2 separate regions of the Mus musculus genome follow, and region 2 is linked to region 1. The links are chromatin contacts, called in public Hi-C maps. All regions are on one chromosome and are shown on one strand. Each heading gives the region's core, a stretch centred on a gene start, on an enhancer-like site or on the middle of the called end of the contact. The rest is flanking DNA. Distances are from core to core; before and after follow the strand shown.

Region 1 (6,361 bases), core at 3,292-5,791:
GTTCAAGGCCAGCCTGGCCTACAGAGTGAGTTCCAGGACAGACCGGACTACACAGAGGGTAGGGTTAATAAAACAGAGACTTCTCTTGAACAAACTTCTCTTCTCCAAACACTTGTCACAAGATCATGGCTACACTTTCTCTTCATAATACATGAAACTTGTATAATTATCTGTTTCTACAGGTTTGCTCAAAAGTGTATCATAAGCTCAAAAGTAAAGAGATATTTCTCTTTTGTCTACTGTTCAATCTTTAACCCACAGCAGTATAACATGGAAAATGCTTAGCAAGTATTAAAAATGGTTGTAAGCATTTATTACAATAACTCACTGTTCAAAGATTCAGAGATTGCTTTGAATAATTTATATATATGTATGTATGCATACATATAGGTACATATATGAATGATACTTTTGTCTGCATGGATGTATGTCTGTGCACATGTGGGTCTGGTGCCCTGACGGTCAGAAGGCAGCACTGGACCCCCTAGAACCGAAGCTATTGATGGTTGAGAACCACCATGTGGCTGCTGAAAACGGAACACAGGTCTTCTGTAAGAAGAGCAGGTGCTTTTAAACATTGAGCCATCTCTCCAGCTCACCAGCCCTGAATATTGTTGAATTCATTACATGCCATGAAAATTCAACAGAAAGGGAGTCCAAATTCAGCTTATCATGTCATTTAACATCTAGGTGATTTGTTTGTTTGTTTTTTGTTTTTGTTTTTGTTTTTCGAGACAGGATTTCTCTGTGTAGTCCTGGCTGTCCTGGAACTCACTTTGTAGACCAGGCTGGCCTGGAACTCAGAAATTCACCTGCCTCTGCCTCCCAAGTGCTGGGATTAAAGGCGTGTGCCACCACCGCCAGGCATCTAGTGATATTTATTTATTTATTTATTTATTTATTTATTTATTTATTTATTTAATGTAAGTACACTGTAGCTGTCTTCAGACACGTTGTGAGCCACCATGTGGTTGCTGGGATTTGAACTCCTGACCTTTGGAAGAGCAGTCGGGTGCTCTTACCCACTGAGCCATCTCACCAGCCCTAGTGATTTTTTAAAATCAAATATCATTATCAGTATAGCTTACACTTTTCTCTTTGGTGTTTCTTCTTCCTACTTTTCTTCCTTTATCTCTGTTTTACTAGGTATTGGAAAATGTTAATAAAAACCATGTTTAGATACTGTATAAGCTGAGGTACTTAATGGACAAAGAGAGAGAGTGGAGAAAAAGAAAAGAAACAAACTGTACAAATATACTTCATAACATACAACACATGCAATGCAGAAAGTTGCAGACAAATATTAACAAAAATACAATATTGAGAAGATCACATGACTTAAATAAGGAAAACAACTCAACTTTACTTTTTAAGGCAATTATTTTGAAGTGGAACAAAACAGAAAAACAGAAAAACAGAAAGAAAGAAAGAAAGAAAGAAAGAAAGAAAGAAAGAAAGAAAGAAAGAAAGAAAGAAAGAAAGAAAGGAAGGAAGGAAGGAAGGAAGGAAGGAAGGAAGGAAGGAAGGAAGGAAGGAAGGAAGGAAGGAAGGAAGGAAGAAAGGATGGATGGATGGATAAAAAGTGAGCGCTAGAGAGCTGGGTTAGTAGCTAAGCGCTCTGTCTACTCTTCCAAAGGCCCAGATTCAGTTCCCAGCACTCACAAAGCAGCTTACAATCGTCCAGCTAGCTCCAGTAGATGATCTAGCACCTTTTCTGGCCTCCTTGGGCACTAGGCAGCATTCACACAATGCAATTACATATATGCAGGCAAAACAAATACACATTTAAAAAAAAGATCAATGAGCTGGGTGTGGTGGTGCATGCTTGCAATCCTAGTTACTCAGGTGACAAACACAGGCAGATCACAAGACCCAGGCCAGTCTGGGCAAACTAGGAAGATCCTTTTTCAAAATAAAATGTAAAGCTGGGGTTACAGCTCCGTTGGTAGCGTGCTTGCCTAGAATGCATGAAGCCCTGGGTTTGAACCCCAGCACGGCATTAAAATGGTAGTTAACACCTGTAATTCCAGCACTTGGGAGGCCCAGTCAGAAGGATTCCTGGGGCTTCAGGACCTGCCTGGACTACATAATAATTCTGCCTCTAAACCACAAAGCAACATCATCCATAGGTGTCACTTGTAAAAGTTGTATAGCATACAAAAAACTTCCTGCTTGCCAACAAAGTGAAACTTAAATTCCATAATCAGAACTAAGCTGTGTTAACTATGCTTTGAAAAACCAATAGTTTATCACTGCATACATGTTCAGATAAAACACTGGTACACACAAAGTAAAAATCTCAACACTTTTAAACAACCGATGACTATCACATTTTGAATGCATCTTTATGTGTAAATTGCTCCCTAGAATTTTTTAAATTATACAAACTTCATTTCTTACATGACATTTAAGGATATATGAAGTCCTACATAATTGCTCAGCTTTCCTGGGGTATTAAAAAAAAAAAACAGTACCTAACAAGAGAACCTGAAGTCATATACAACATGGAATTCAATGATACATGAACCATATACAAGATGATGAACAAGATACAATCTCTAAGTCAGCTTTCTATTCATAATTAAATTGTTTCAGTTTGAAATTATAAATAAAATGAAGTTATGTATGAGCCTTAATGTCTCTTATGTGTCCAAAACTGAAAGAGGAAAATCAGTTTCTAACACTCCATTATAAAGTTAAACTATTAGAGAAACCTTCCTTTGTAGTCATGCTTCAAACATCCTTTCTGGTGTCTATAAAAATTCATCATACAGGAAATATAAGCTTCTGCGTTAAAGAGTTCTTTCATTATGCTTTAATTTTTAATAGATCATAATCCTCATCAGGATAGATTCTCCAAGATGGCATACTGTTATATCTGTCACCATTGCAGCTTCTTTAAAATCGCAACATAAAAAGTAAAAAGTATTCAACCCACTCAATACTTTTTAAAAAATCCTCATTTTTTTTACTCCTTAAATGAATGTTATTCTAGTCCACTTTGCTGAAAGAAAACAGATACATCTTTGCAGTCTATCCTGGCAAGTCCATGTTTAATGTCACTGCAACTATTAATGGCTCAAAACCAAACACTGAAACAAAACACAGCCTGAATCCTCCTTGTATTTGAGAGTTTGAGTCCATTCACAATACACTCTCTCACACACATTCAATTCTACTAAATAACATCTTCCCATCATATACAGGTTAAAATAGAATTGTCTTCTTTAAATGTTAAAGGACAGCTTCCAAAGCTAGGGGAGAGAAGCCTATCAACTTTAATCCAAAGCAAAGTACAACTCAATGTCATTTTTACCTCTAAGGCAGCGCCACAACTGAAACAAAATGAACTTCATTTAAGGATCAGGTATCCTAGCATCCCCATGATTATTTACTTCTCTGACTCGACAGTGCGTATATGTAGGCTCTTTTGTCCCTCTTTTGGCATCCCCGCGTATCAACAGCATCATCTTTGTCAAAGCAAATCCCTCTGGTCATTACTTCAATACTACAAAGTCCCGGCCTTCCTTGTTACCACACAAATGAGATTCGGTAGTCCCGTCACTCTTCCATTACAGTGGGAAAAGCAAGATAGAATGAAACGCTCATAATTTCAAAAGACTCCTCTCTGCTCGGTCCTGGTAGCCAGAAGAGTCATGAGTACAAGTGATATATGGGTCACCCACAGAAACAGACGAAGCAGCTTCATGAACCTCCAAGTTCAGGGAAGGCACCCAAAGCCTCCGGGGAAATGGGGCAGAACCAGAAAGATCTGTGGGATGAGGATCAATTTGGGTCTGGCGTCGCCTCAGGGCGTGGGCATAAGAAACCCAGGGGTCTCGGGCAGTCTCCCCTCCACGCCTCGGTTGAGCTGAACGAGGGATGAGGCGGGCGCAGGGAAGCTTCTTGGAGACGCCCTGGGGCTCGGGGGTGTGTCCTACCTGGGCCGCGGCGGACGCAGGATCTCTGACGGAGGACGAGGGTCTAGCTCAGGGTCCGCACCGGCAGGAGTCACCGCTCAGCAGGCGGGCCCGCCACCGCCTGCCCATCCCCCGCCGCCCACTGCGGCGGGACCGGAGCGCGGCTTAGACGGCCGGCGGTCCCTTCGGATGCCGTCCGCGTCTAAAGGCGGCGGCAGCGGCTGCGGGTATTGCTGCGGATTGTCCCGGGCCGCTGCTCTCGTGCCAGCCCCTGCTCCTCCTCCTCCTCCTGCCGCCGCCGCCTCCTCGTCCCTACCGCTCCCATCGCCGCTGCGGCGACTACTGCAGCGCCCGCTGACCCGGCCCGACGTTACTCTCCCCCCCGCAAGCCGCACAGCCTAGCCCACCCGCCCTGCCAGCGCGCACCGCCCACCTCTCCGCCGCGGGTGCTGATTGGAGAGCACGTTCCCAGCCTGTGGCGTCGGTTGGCTAGTCCCATTGCCTATCAGGAAGGGGGCGGAGAATTGGGCCGAGAGTGTCTCCGCCCCCCACCGGAGAATTGCCGCTATCTTCAGGTTTGCCTGAGAGGGCGAGTTACCGGGAAAGGAGCATCACAATGACAGTGCGCGTGTGCTTGGGAATTCTGGGACTCGTAGTTCCAGCCTCCGCTGCAACGGCCGGCCTGTCCTGAGGAGAGATGTAAGGCGCAGTGCTTCTGAGAGCCGACTTCAGTAGGTGTTCTCCTAGCTCAGCGTGCTTATGGCCACAGAGTTGGGCCCTTTGGAAGAAAATTGGTAATGCTTTGTCACTGAGGCGGTCGCGTCGAGAATCGTGAGGCCGGGTCATTGCTTAAGGTCTACTCGCCTGCTCAGACCTAGAGCTGCCAGGATCTGGGAAATGGGCGCTGTCCCCTAACCTAAGCTGCTAACTAGGGCCGGGAAACCCGAAGGTATTGGGAGAAAAGAAAGGAGTTACAAAGATGTCAGCCTGGCGAGGGAGTGCCCATTCACAACCCACGAAAAAAGATTTCATTGGCTTTTTGATAAAGACAATGAACAACTTTCATGTGGACCAGTCTGGGACTCTAAGCTTGGAGTTTGCAGGAGTGGCTCAAGACACACAAAGACTAACTATGAAGGGTGGGACACCGAGGCTGTATGGGAGACGTATTTCATGTTGAATGTGCCAAGCTCTTTGGTGAAAAAAAACAAAACAAAACCTAAGAGTAAGTCCCTCTTCTTTCTTTACTATCCATTATATAGACATTAAAAATTAAGAATAAACTTTACCAAGATCACAAAACTGATGTCAAAACCAAACTGCGGACCTATTCCATATTGTATGCCCAACGTTCTTTTTTCCTTAACAATTGCAATGACTGCCACGAGTTTGCCAGGAACAGAGAGGATGCAATGGTATGAATTGTAAAGGTTCACTTTTTGTTTTTGTTTTTGTTTTTGTTTTTGTTTTTCGAGACAAGGTTTCTCTGTATATCCCTGGCTGTCCTGGAACTCACTCTGTAGACCAGGCTGGCCTCGAACTCAGAAATCTGCCTGCCTCTGCTTCCCGAGTGCTGGGATTAAAGGCGTGCGCCACCACACCCGGCTCAAAGGTTCACTTTTACTTTCAAATATTTTCTTAGGTGACAAAAGTGTTCTTACTGTTAAGGAACTACCATCCTCTTTATATTCCTTTACAAGCAGGAGACATCCTTACTGCCTGTCATGTGCAGACTCTTGGACAGAAACCAAAACAAAAGACAACTGATGGTGAGGTCATCTTGTTCTATTCAAACATGAAGGCGTTGCCAGATTGTTTTGTTTCTATTGATGAAAGTTGGAAAATGCTTTTTTCCCCCATTATTCAATACAGACATGTGCTACAAAAACAGGTAGAATTTAAAAATTAGGTTAAGATACAAATGGGTTTCATTGTGGAATCTTCATTGTTTTCTTTTAAAGATAGGCTGTAGCCCCCATGAAGCCCTGAATAGCCTCAGTTTTTTGATCTTCCTGCCTCAGTCTTGGGCATGCTGCAATTACAGCTTCCAGCTGGCATCTTGACAATCACCTTGTAAAATAAGCCAAGCCGGAATCAGCTAGCTAAGCCATTCCCCACATTCAGCCCCACAAAAATATGATACAATAAATGTTTAAGGTTTAATCTGCAGTATCAAAAATAAATGTTTACTATTATCTTCAACACTGGTTGATTGTGTGGCGATAACTACTAATACAGAAAGATTTGGGAAAATAGGCAGTGATGGTGCACACCTTTAGTCCCAGCACTCAGGAGACAGAGGCAGGCGTTTCTCTGTGAGTTTGAGGTCACCCTGGTCTACAGAGAGAGTTCCAGGACAACCAGGGCTACACAGAGAAACCCTGCTTTAAAATAAAAAAAGAAAAGAAAAGAGATTTGGGGAAATAAAGGTGAAATAGAAG
Region 2 (6,992 bases), core at 657-3,156, 180 kb before region 1:
TGCTCTGGGAAAATGGGCCAATGACAAGCTGTCTGCTTTTGTTGTTACAGGTGTTCCGGGACTTGGGAACTGAAGTACTGTCTGGAGCAGCCAAAGGCTACAACATATGTCTCTTTGCCTATGGGCAGACAGGCTCTGGGAAGACATATACCATGCTGGGGACTCCAGTGAGTATTGGCACTGAAGTGAACTTTTTTTTTTTTTTTTTTTTTTGTTTTTTCGGACAGAGTTTCTCTGTGTAGCCCTGGCTGTCCTGGAACTCACTCTATAGACCATGCTGGCCTCGAACTCAGAAATTCGCCTGCCTCTGCCTCCCAAGTGCTGGGATTAAAGGCATGTGCCACCATGTCAACTACACTCACGGTAGCTGTTTTCAGACACCAGAAGAGGGCATCAGATTTCATTACAGATGGTTGTGAGCCACCATGTGGTTGCTGGGACTTGAACTCAGGATCTCTGGAAGAGCAGTCAGTGCTCTTAACCACTGAGCCATCTCTCTAGCCCAAGGATAGCATTCTTAATAATACCTTTTCTGATGTTAGGTGTGGTAGTGCACACCTTTAATCCTGGCAGAGGCAGGAGGATCTCTGTGAGTTCAAGACCAGCTTGGACTATAAAATAAATCCAGGACAGCCAGAACTGTTATACAGAGAAATCCTGCCTTGCAAAACAAACAAACAAACAAACAAACAAGTCTATCCTTTGTTTTAGATTTAGAAGTATGCCAATGAGATGACTTGGGCAGTGGTTGACAGATAACCTTGCATAGGGACAGTCTGAAATAGCCACTTCTCTGTGAAGTGTTTCCTCATTGTTTCCTTTGTCCATGAGTAGTGTGGTTTCAGATATTTGAAATTAAAAGAAGAAATTGGGGGCTGGTGAGATGGCTCAGTGGGTAAGAGCACCCGACTGCTCTTCCAAAGGTCGGAAGTTCAAATCCCAGCAACCACATGGTGGCTCACAACCATCCGTAACAAGATCTGACTCCCTCTTCTGGAGTGTCTGAAGACAGCTACAGTGTACTTACATATAATAACTTACATATAATAAATAAATAAATAAATAAATCTTTAAAAAAAAAAGAAGAAGAAGAAATTGCCCAATGAACCAAGGAGAATAAAACTTTAAACCTCTGGATATGAGGTAGAGGAAATAGCAGCTTCTTTGAATTTCTGCACAGTTTTGCAGAGGGTGTTCGTTCATGTGTCCAGTGTCTAGGGGTAGCAGTAGGGATCTAGAAGGGACCACATTAGTAGTGTGAACTCATCTAAGCACGATGAAGTTCACTGCAGGAAAGCATATGCCTAGGTTTCCTGCTTCTCTTATTTGTCTTATGGTGATAATCTGCCCCTCGTCTGTATGTCCGTCCCTTTTGTTAGTCTCTCCTGAAAGTGCCAGCAAGTAGTCTTCTATACACTGCTGTATAGGCTAGCTCGCACACACAGCCACCCTGTGTGCTCAGGGACTCCAGGTGCTTTGTGGTAAGATGAGGGCATGTGGGCAGTGTGGGTCAACAGTAATGCTTTCCTTTTCTTGTCACCAGGCCTCTGTTGGGCTGACTCCGAGGATATGTGAGGTATAGATTCTCTTTGGGTCACGTCCTCCCCCCGTGGGCTTCCTATGTCAGCTTCCTTCAGTAAAGCCTAACGCTCTGGTCTGTGCAGGGTCTCTTCATCAGGGAGGATGACTGTGCCTCTCAGCCTTGTTCCCGTAGCATAAAAGTAAGGTAAGAGCTCAAGCCCCAGACCCCAGATGTCCCATTTCCATCCCCAGCTCCTTTCACGTCAGGGTCAGCAGAGGGGTGGAGAAAATCCGCAGAGGACACATCATGCAGTATAGGAAATGGGACACATACTAAGCCTTTGGGTTGCCCCGGACTAGCCCATCAGGTTCCTCCTGTGCCTCTGTTCCCCTCACTTCCTGTTGTCTCACTCTTGCTTTTGGGATTCCCCTCCTAACCCTTGTTGGCTCATTCTGGAGATTTCAGACCGACTTTCCAGACTAGTGCTAGGTACAAGGTTTTGTTTTGTTTTGTTTTGTCAGACAGCATCATGCTATGTAACCTAGGCTGGCCTCAGACCCTTTATCCTGCTGTTTTACCCTCCCAAGTGTTGTAGTTATAAGCATGATCCTCTATGGCCTAGCAAAACAAAGTTTTACCAAGCTGCATTGAGAAAAATATTGATATATGATTACTAGGTTTTCTTTTCTTTTCTTTCTTCCTTTCTTTCTATCTTCCTTTTTTAATAATTTTATTTGTATGAGTACACTGTCGCTGTCTTCAGACACACCAGAAGAGGGCATCAGATTCCATTACAGATGGTTGTGAGCCACCATGTGGTTGCTGGAAATGGAACTCAGGACCTCTGGAAGAGCAGTCAGTGCATCTCTCTAGCCCTCTTTTTTCCCCCCTCTCTTCCTCCTTCCTACCATCTTTCCTTCCTTCCTTTTTTTCTTTCTTTTCTGAGACAGTTTCTCTGCATATCCCGACTGTCATAGGACTAACTCTGTAGACCAGGCTAGCCTCAAACTCACAGACATCAGCACACTTTCTGCCTCCTGAGTACTGGGATTCAAGGTGTGCACCACCACTGCCTGACTTTATTAGTTTTTCTTTAAACCTTGTATTCTCCTTCCTTTCTCACCTCCTCTCTTCCCTTCCTGTTATATGTAATCATTATTGGTTTAGTTAAAAATGAAATAGATCTCTAGACAGTATAACATCTTGTTCACAGTCTTGATGTGTAGAACAGATTAGAGTTGTCCAGCTGACAGCAAGGCCAAGGGTGGGACCTTCACATTTAATTTCCTCTGTTGGCTTAGTAGTGGACCTTGAGATGAGGCGTTTAAGTTATGAGCCTGTGGTGTATGGGAACCATTCTCATTCAAAGCACCACAACCTCCCTCACCTCCCCCAAATAGTGCCTAGTTGGTGAATTAGGGGCCAAGCATTTAAATGCCTGAGACTGTAAGCATTTCTCATTCAAATTACCACAAGCACATATACCGCTTTTGCAAAGGGTTGTTTTATTTCCAGCATTCATGACTGATGCCCTGGCTTGGTTGAAGTCTTAAGGTTATCAGAGCCAGAACAGGAAACCTTGTGGTTCTCAGTTTAGTATTTTTCCTTTTTCTACAGAATCTAATGGCCATGCCTTTTTTTGTGTCTTTAGCTTCCTAGAAATCTACAACGAACGGGTGAGAGATCTTTTGAAACAATCCAATCAAAATAAGTCCTATACCTTAAGGGTCAGGGAGCACCCAGAGATGGGACCCTACGTCCAAGGTGAGCTTCTGTGATCGTGGGAATTGGAGAGCCCCCTGAAGTTTAGGAAGTTCTCCTAATGTTTGATAACTTTCTCAGCATGTGAAGTGAAGGTTTTCTGTGTGCTGGCTACTGTGCTGGACATTGCTGACATGACATGGCAAGCTTCACAGGCAAGCTTAAATTCTGCTGAAAGTGTCATGAGGCAAACAATTGCACGTTGTGACAAAGGTTTATAAAGTAGCTAGATACAGCTATTGAGAAGACCCCTGAAGCCAGGCATGGTGGTATATAACCTTTAGTCCCAGCACTTGGGAGGCAGAGGCAGGTGAAGCCAATCTGCTCAATAGAGCAAGTTCCAGGAGAGCGGAGACAACCGGGTTACACAGAGAAACCCTTGTCTCAAAACACCAAAAAGAGGAAGAGGAGGAGGAGGAGGAGGAGGAGGAGGAAAGACCCCTGTAATCTTAGCAGGTGGATTTCTGTGAGTTCGAGGTCAGCCAGTCTACAGAGTAAGTTCTAGGACATCTACATAGAGAAATCGTGTATTAAAAAACCAAAAAGAATAAACTGTAAAAAAAAAAAAAAAGACTCCTGGGACATGTAGGCAACTGAACCTCTGTGTGTGGTCAAGAGAAGCTCTTCTGACAGATCTGACAGGTAACAATTGATGCTGACTAAGCAAAGATTTAATTATTATGTATGTAGTGCTCTGTCTGCATGTATGTGAGCTGTCACATTGTTGCTGGGAATTGAACTCAGGATGTCTAGAGGAGCAGCCAGTGCTCTTAATCTCTGAACCATCTCTCCAGCTGTCAGGGTGAGCTTTTAAGCACAGAAAGACAAACAAACAAACAAAGCCTCCACATCTTGGTTTAACACACCTTAGCAAGAACAGTCAGCCAAGAAGAGGAACTCCAGAAGCCAAAACAGAAGGATAGTATGTTTAGTGACTTTCTTGGAACTCTGGACTTGCGTGGATTAGGCCTTTGTTCTCGTTTTGGCAGGTGTTAAGGTCTACACGCTAGGCTCTTAGTCCGAGCGGTGCCTCTGTACTTCTAGCATGGTGTCAGTTATGCTAAGGTCTGGGGCCTGTAACTCATTCCTCACAGTGTCTGCTAACTTAAATCCTGATGAGGAGAGACATAAGAACTCTCCTGAACAGGCATGGCTGATAGATGGTCAGCGGCATTCTCTGACTCTGCTACCAAGTGTTTCTTCCCCCCGGCAGCCTGGACTCATAAAAATGCCCCTTTTAATTTTATTTTCCATGTAAAACAATACTGTCAAATAGATACATCAGTGCTCAGACTCCACATTTCAAACCATTCCCTGCTGCTCGCTCTCTCTCCTTTTCTTCCTGTTTCTCTCTGCCCTCCCTCCTCTTCAGACACAGCCAGGAGACCTCAGCCTACCTCCACTTGACTTTCCAGTTTCCACTGGCATTTTGCTGTCTTGTCTGATAAGTCCTTGAAAATACCAGCCAGCATGGCTTTAAAATCTGCCTGGTAATTCCAGTGCCCTCATCTTCCTTGGGGATCTTTCATTTATATTCCCAGGTTTACATGTATGTTTGAATTGCTAGTGAGTTTTGTGGCAGTCAGTATTTGTAAAGCTGCTCTTAGGAATTGGTCTTCCTTTCTTCTTCTAAGTCCCTTTGAGCACTAGGGTCTAAGAAGTAAGTTAGGACCCAGTAGAAGGCACGAGAAGCTCAGTGGCAGACTTTGGGAAGGCTTATTTACTTCTACCCCAACTCCCTCTTGTCTTGTAGTCCTTTGGGTTTCTTTCTATAAGGACTGATGTCTAAGCAGGCATTATATATAATCTCTGCACTCAGGAGGCTGGGGGAAAGGGATTTTCTTGAGTCCAAGGGCATCCTGGGCTAGAGTTGAGACCCTATTTCAAAAAATAAAACAAACAAAAATTGAGGGGGTGGGCAATTTGGGTTTGCTGTGAACTGTAACCCTTGTCCCTTGATTTCTGGAAAATTGCTCAGAAAATTGATTGCAGCTACTACCTGCAGTTTAGTCACTATTCAGGTCTGTTTGTCAGGTTTTACTATACATTTATTTAGCAGTAGACCTATGGCACTGTCTTGTCCCTGGGGCTCTGATGCTCAGCAGAGGTTCTCTAGCACTGGTAAGTGCTGTAGGTGGCTTTGCCATAAGGATTTTCTTTGTGTCAGTAGGCTCACTTCCACCTGTCTGAAGCCTTCTCATTCTGTAGTGGCTTGTCGTAGCCTTGCTTCACCCACAGAGCCCACCCTGACCACTGCTCTGATTTGCTTGGCATGTTTGTAGCAACATTTCTATTTCTGTAGCGTTTGTCTATAATGTGTCATATCATGCAATTTTATGTTGTAAACTGTGAAAGAAGAGAAACATATTTACTATGTATTTTGTATGCTAAGCTGAGTCTGCCACCTTGTGGGTAAAATACCACTTTCCTATCAGGAATTTTGTGAGGCCCAACAATAATATGAGAATGAGATTTCTTCTAACTTCTGTAGTAAAGCTGTAAGGAGTTTTTTGTTGTTGTTGTAAGCATGGCCACTGCATGAATTCTAAACTATAATCTTTGTGGAAATACGCCGGTCACTTGATGAGAGGTTTCCATACATATTTATTAATTTTTACCTGAGTAATCTTAGTCAGGATTCCTCATTCTAGCTTATCAAGTGATATGATATAAGAATGATAAGTAAATTAAAAATTAAAAAATAATTAGAGCTGGAAAGATGGCTCATTGGGTCTAGAGGCTTTTGCCCTCAAACCTGATGACCTAAGTTCCATGCCTAGATCCTCCCTGTGGAGGGAGAAAAATGACTCCTGTAATTGTCCTCTGACTGCACATGTGCAATATGGTGGGCCTGCATTTAAACTCATATAGGAAATAATAGGTAAGTGTTGTAAGAAGAATGTCAGAAGCCACAGGAAAAGTTAGTTTACCAGAAGTTTCATGTGATTTCTTTTCTCCCTCCACAAGGTCTGTCTCAGCATGTTGTTACCAACTATCAGCAGGTTATCCAGCTCCTGGAGGCAGGGATAGCAAACAGGTAAGACGTTTGTTGGGTGGGGTGTTTCTGCAGCCTGCTTTTGCAATCCTGTGTTTTCCTGTCCTTTGGAAAGCATGGCCAAAGGAGAGTTCGGGGGCCACCTTTGTAGTGATCTCTCTGCACTTCTCTGCAGTGTACAGCCAGGTCTTCTCAGATCAAGAACATGGTTAAGTTACTGCTCTTCGCACTACAAAGGAAATAGAGTTTGTTCTGGACATGATAATATTGGGTAGAACTGTCTTCTCAGCTTGGCAAAAATGAATATAGGATAAAATGATTCATAAAACCATTTTTTCTTGTAGTTTTCCAAACTTGTGAGGTTATAGGCACATGAAACTAAGAGATTAACTTACATGCTCCTAACACTACTCTGCAGTGTGATAGCATCTCATGTTTTCAACTACTGTGAGGACTTAAAATATTACTAATAAGTGCCATCTAGGGAAGCTGTTTTCCCTGGGAAGAGATGTTTATCCTGTTATTTATCCTGTTACTACTAGGCCCTTTAGCTGAAAGACAAAGGAAATAACTTAAATTTAACATTCTAGTCCCAGAATTTCATGGAACTTTCTTAGAAGAAAGTTTTGCCTGGTCTTCAGGATAAGCTGAGCTCTTGAATTATTAAGAGTTATGATTCAAGCTGGTTGTGTTGGTACATACCAGGTGGACCTT

What was found. A called contact is a pair of places that touch in the nucleus more often than the background predicts.
Region 2: a contact with region 1 is called in a Hi-C map of Th1 cells, with 2.0 times the contacts expected there. The contact joins the enhancer-like site here to the promoter of AV039307 in region 1. A contact is called at or near these places in 2 of 39 promoter capture datasets (embryonic stem cells and stem cell-derived epiblast-like cells), 1 of 15 datasets of contacts at CTCF or cohesin (pro-B cells), 6 of 484 Hi-C or Micro-C datasets (the G1E-ER4 cell line, Th1 cells, adipose-derived mesenchymal stem cells and 1 more), 6 of 115 datasets of contacts at active chromatin or transcription factors (the SCID.adh cell line, embryonic stem cells, large pre-B cells and 1 more) and 4 of 9 other capture datasets (adipose tissue, embryonic stem cells, liver and 1 more).

The regions. Positions count from the first base shown.
Region 1 is chr2:120,846,115-120,852,475 of GRCm38.p6, forward strand. It overlaps AV039307 (expressed sequence AV039307), which reads left to right and starts at 4,542. Exons shown (of 4, transcript NR_038350.1): 1 at 4,542-4,651. It overlaps Ttbk2 (tau tubulin kinase 2), which reads right to left and starts at 4,304. Exons shown (of 16, transcript NM_001024856.2): 1 at 3,942-4,304.
Region 2 is chr2:120,664,830-120,671,821 of GRCm38.p6, forward strand. Stard9 (START domain containing 9) reads left to right here. Exons shown (of 33, transcript NM_001370940.1): 4 at 51-167; 5 at 1,544-1,576; 6 at 1,665-1,726; 7 at 3,174-3,286; 8 at 6,251-6,320. Among named protein-coding and RNA genes, the nearest start is that of Stard9, 39 kb to the left of the region's middle. Within about 2 kb of position 1,907, at least 9 of the 459 cell types and tissues checked have an H3K27ac peak or open chromatin away from gene starts, as enhancers often do. A contact at or near this core is called in Th1 cells, where this site is marked.